Linked DNA regions of Hordeum vulgare: region 1 is linked to region 2. The links are chromatin contacts, called in public Hi-C maps. All regions are on one chromosome and are shown on one strand. Each heading gives the region's core, a stretch centred on a gene start, on an enhancer-like site or on the middle of the called end of the contact. The rest is flanking DNA. Distances are from core to core; before and after follow the strand shown.

Region 1 (2,700 bases), core at 58-2,557, 310 kb after region 2:
GAGGGCCGGCCCGGTCATACACATAGGCTAAACTGATGTGTGACACAAAGCATGTTCCCATGCAGTTTGGTCCGTTCTAGTGAGTGTGGGGGCACGTGGTACCTTCTTTTTCATTTTGTATATACATTTTCCATTTTTTTTATTTTGTACCAACAATAGAAAATGTTCAAGAGTTCAAAACAATGCTCATGGATTTCAAAGATGCTCATCAATAAAAATGATTAATATTAAAAAATATTAAATATTTAATAGTTAATGAGTTCAAAAGGTGCTCCCAAAAATTAAAGTTATTTTTCCTTGAAAAAATCAAAAAACAAATCCCGGAATTCATTGTTTTGCATATTTAAAAAATCACATTTATTTCACAAAAACATATGTTATAAACAAAATCCCAAAATTATTTTTTTCGTAAATGCAAAAATTGTTCACGAATTCAGAAAATGTGCAGGATTTGAAATAGTGTCACATATTTCATTTTCGTGTTTTTAGTAATGAAAAATAATAAAAACTGAGCTGTAAACTAAATAAGAAGCCAACAAAAAAAGCAAACATGAGAAAAAGTATGATAGGACAATCCTAGAATCTTCCTAAAACAGGTAAAAAAAGTGGACCAAACCCCGGGAGGTCCTATTGGATGCCATTTGCGTCCAGCAACGCGCGGAGGCAATCACGACTGGGCCAGCCCACTAACAGAGAACAAAGGATAAAATCAGAATCATTTAGATAAAAATTATAGAACATTCTTCCAATTTTGGAACATTTTTTTTCAAAAATCCGAAACATTTAGATAAAAAATTCGGAACATTGTTTCAAATTTTGGTACATTTTCTCAAATTCTGGAATAGTTTTTAAAAATTCCGGAACATTTTCTTAAATTCCGAAACATTTTTCCAAATTCCCAACTATTTTTAAAATTCGCGAATATTTTTTAAAATTTAAAACATTTTTAAATTTCTGGAACATGTTTTTGAAAATCCGGAACAATTTTTGAAAGTCCGGAACATTCTTTCAATTTCCAAAACATTTTTCAAATTCAGGAACATTTTTGAAAATCCAGATACTTTTACAAAATCAAGAACACTTTTTGAAAATCTAACAAATTTTACAAACTCCAGAACATTTTTCTAAAATCCAGAACAATTATTTAAAAAGTAAGAACATTTTTCGAACTTTTGAAGATTTTTTGAAAATCAAGAACATTTTATTAAAACAGAAACAGAAAAAAACGGTTGGAACCTCTGGAAGGTTCCCAAAACTGGAACACTCGAGCAGTTATACGGGCCGGCCCTGTGCGAAGCACCGGCTGCTTGACGCATCGAGTGGCAAATAGGATATTCTCCAAACCCCACCCACACACACGTCTGTTAGGCTCTTATAAGGATTTCCCCGCGGCCGAACACAATCCTGCGATGCAGTCTGAGCCAACCCAGCACAGGGCACCTTGTATTTTCTTTCGTTTCCCCTTTTGTTGTTCACCACAATTCAGAAAAAGTTCAATTGTTTGAAAAAATCTCAACCATTTTAAAATGCCGTATATGGAGAAAATAAAAATGTAACTTTTTTAAAAGTTTGTTAACTTAAAAGTATTCCTGTGTTGAAATTGCAGATTTTAAAGTTATTCCCAAAATTCAAACAATATTCAGAAATTTGAAAAGTGTCGTTGGATTTCATAATAAGTTTCTAAATTTTCATTTGTCTTGCTAAACTCATAAGAAATTTTCATGGATTTAATAAATGTTAACGAAGTTCCTGATTTCAAAGATATTCAATAATAGGAAAAAAAATAGAAGAATTGAAAAAATAATAGCACAAATAGGTAAAAACACAAAATAGGTAAAAACGCAAAACAACCTATCAATCCTGAAGTGCGACTGCCGAAAGGGTGTTTCCTATTTCGTACTGCAGGTAAACCACCAGTTAACAAAATGCACCTTAACTGGCGCCGACAGATTTCAGCAATGGCCTAGCCCATCAGACGTCGGGTGATGAACTTTTTTAAAATTTCGATGAACATTTTTCAAAATTGATGAATTTTTCTCCGAAAATCGATTTTTTTTTAAAATATTACAATTTTATAAACTTTTTTGAATACTCATGATTTTTTTTTGAAAATTGATAAACATATTTTTGAAAAAATATAATATTTTTAAGAATTGATAAAATTTCTAAAGATATATGACCTTTGTTCGGTTTAATGAACTTTTTTAAAATTACAGGAACTTTTTTGAATTTATATGTACATTTGAAAAATTGGATGAACTTTTTTTCAATTTGAATGAACTTTTTCAAACTGATAAACTTTTTTCAAAATTGATGAACCTTTCTTTAAGAAATGAACTTTATTTTGCAAATGGATGGACCTTTTTCTTCAAATCTGTAAATCTTTTTCAAAATGGATGAACCTTGTTGTATTGGATGTCCACAAATTGTTTGTTTTCCTGCAAGAAGAAAGAAAGATTTGTTCTGTACGCATGTGTGTTACAAGCCTACAATATCGATAATCCATGGATCTCCAATTCATTTGGAGAGGGTCGGCTGAATGATAACAAATACTGGGACAGACATTGTTCAATCTGTTAATGTATATTTTTCGTTTTGTTTGAAAAAAATTAATCTAAAAAATTAACATTTAATTTTTATGGTTATCGCCATTTTTAATATGAAGTGAATTACATATATAGTTAGAAATAATCATGTATC
Region 2 (2,700 bases), core at 87-2,586:
CGTCTCGGTGGAAGTGTCGGCCTTATTTGACTTGCGACGACGGAAACATAGGAGGAAGAAGATCACGGCGAGCACCACCAAGAGCGCCGCGACGGCGCCCGCAGCAATACCGGCAATCGCGGCAGTGGAGAGCTTGCCGCTCTTGCTGTCCTCCGGAGAGGCCGGAGGAGGCAATGGCAATGGCGACGGCGGTGGTGGTGGCGGCGCAGTGTTCGCGCACGGGCTTAGAGGGGCGCCGCATAGCGCTGTCCCACCAAAGGCGCTAGCCGGTCTTCCGGCGAGCGACGCTGGCACAGGGCCGTTGAGCTGGTTGTCGGACACGTTGAACAGCTGAAGATTAGGAAGGTGAAGGTCGGCAGGGAGGGTGCCATTAAGGGCGTTGTTCTCCAAGTACAGAGTGGCGAGCCGGGGAAGCTTGTTGAACTCCGGCGACACTTCGCCAGTGAAACGATTATTCGAGAGGACGAGCCGCTGCAGCAAGCCGAGCGAAAAGAACCCTTCCGGTATCTCGCCGGCGAGCCGGTTGTCCTGGAGGTAGAGGTACCGGAGCTCTCCGCAGTTGCCGATGTCCGTGGGGATCCCGCCGGTGAGCGCGTTAGAGCGGAGCGACAGCGTCCTGATCGCCGTGAGGTTGCCCACGGTCCCCGCCGGCAGCTGACCGACCAGGCCAGCGCCAGGGAGCTGCAGCGCGACGACGCGGCCGCCTCCGGTGCTGTTGTCGCACCCGACTCCACGCCACCCGCACGGCGACGCCCCCGGCGACGCGTCCCACGGGAGCCCGGGGCCGACCGCGGCCCGGAACGCGAGCAGCGCCGCGCGGTCCGCCGCGAGGTCCGGCACGGCGCACCGGAGCGTGGAGCACCACAGCGCGACGGCGAGGAGCAGCAGGCTGCGGCCGCGCCCCGGCAGCGGCATTACCGGTCGACGAGAGCTGACGCGCAGCGCAGAGCCCGTAACGATGGAGTTGGTCTCGTCACCCGATGATCGTCCGAGAGACGTAAGGATGATATGGAAATGCAGAGAGCTGCCTCCTACGTATACGTACTACTCCTTAGACCTTATAGTTAAGTACTCGGCTACTAATCTTAATCTACTGCTAGCCCTCGGTGGAAGGAGTGTGCGGCCATATTATAGGAAGAAGTCAAACTGATCTACGCGGGAAGATGATGCCTGATGCGGCTAGCAGTAGCACTCCACGCATCGACCGGGAGCCATGGAATAGTCGTCCGTGTCCCGGTGAGAGTGACAGGGACGTGCCGAATGGAAGCTAGCGGTTCGCACCTTGCAGGAAATAGAGGCGAATAGGGTGCACGAATCGACTGATGTGTGCTACAGCTCGACCGGGATAGCTGCTGGCCGGAGCAAGCACGGCCATGGCCTTCCATTTGGAGCGTTTCCTTCGGACGTACTACGTCTAGACCCCGTCCCTTGTACGATCTTTGCAAGGACAGCCGTGTCTATCAGATTAGCCAGCCTTCTCGTTCGCTGATTGCGTGCGGTGCGGTACGCTAACGTGTGCGGGTGTGGGAGCCGGTGAATCACATCACATGGAGGCATGGAGCGTGGCTGGATAGTGGTGGTAGAGTAGCGGGGCGCGCGCGCCAGGCCGGGGGTTTAAATTACCATTTGCGTCCGGATCGCGCGGGGGGGGGGGGGGGGGGGGGGGGGCTAAAAGCCTAAAACTATGGACGGTTGACGTGCGCGAGCGTGCGGGCCTCGGAGTCGAAGGAATCACGCGCATGCACCGGTAGAACTATGGTTGTGCTGCCGGCACGGGGTCGGAGGGCCTGTGGCGTGTGCACCTGTTGTTGCGTGTTGGTCGTGCGCCATCTTCACTCTACTCGCGTGTTTGACGCTTGAACTTTTTTTTTTGAGATAGCTCACCCTTTGATGCTTGAACTCGACGTCTTTCAGCACAGCCCAGCCCGAAAATCTGACGGTTAAAAGCGTGCCAGACAATAAAATGCTAAACATACGGAATTCTTCCAAAGGAATTCGGTCCAATTAATGTTATAGATACAAAGGGGTACGGAGATTTACAGGTTGGTTAGTTTTGATTGTAGATTAAGAGAAAGGAGGGCCTATCCCATGAAAATTGAGGGGGGGGGGGGGGTAGTTAGCGTCAAAGGATCGTAATCTTTTGTAAGTGAATAATGCAAATGCAATAGAGCTCCTAGCAAAAATTGGGCAACATAACGGTTGTAAATGCTCAAAAAGTATTTTGAGACATCCTGAAAAGATTGGGTAGCATAACCACTCAATTTCATAGTTCCAATGTTCCGTAACCGAGAGTTTTTGTCACACGGGAAATACTCAAAAACTGGACTGAGACTCAAAACAACCATTCCTACAAGTCTACACAGTAGTAACTCGTGATCCTAAGAAATAGGTGAGGATTCTAGTTTTTAATCCTCGTAGAAAAGACGAGGGTGACTCATAAGAATGATTCGAGCGAAGAAGGAAAAAGAGCCTTACGTTTCCTTCCATAATCAATTCCCTTATACAAAACTAAAGCATTTCTAGACTCAACTTTAACCGGTTTGGCTTGGTAATCCTAGAGTTAGGCATGCTCTGATATCAACGCTATCAGGATCCCGATCCTAAGCCATGCAAATCTAGCATGTAACACATCACATCACTTTGTGGCCTCGCGCACGGTAAACTCCACGGCTGCCACCTTACCTTGGCTGAGACTGTTTG

What was found. Hi-C and Micro-C count contacts between places; a contact is called where the count stands out from the background.
Region 1: a Hi-C map of leaf shows a contact between it and region 2, with 2.3 times the contacts expected there. The contact joins the enhancer-like site here to the promoter of LOC123395774 in region 2. A contact is called at or near these places in 2 of 6 Hi-C or Micro-C datasets (leaf and seedling).

What each region holds. Positions count from the first base shown.
Region 1 is chr5H:423,955,629-423,958,328 of MorexV3_pseudomolecules_assembly, forward strand. No RefSeq gene overlaps it. Among protein-coding and RNA genes, the nearest start is that of LOC123399915, 21 kb to the right of the region's middle. Within about 2 kb of position 1,308, at least 3 of the 3 cell types and tissues checked have open chromatin away from gene starts, as enhancers often do. A contact at or near this core is called in leaf and seedling, where this site is marked.
Region 2 is chr5H:423,646,864-423,649,563 of MorexV3_pseudomolecules_assembly, forward strand. It overlaps LOC123395774 (probable inactive receptor kinase RLK902), which reads right to left and starts at 1,337. Exons shown (of 1, transcript XM_045090803.1): 1 at 1-1,337. The coding sequence starts at 915.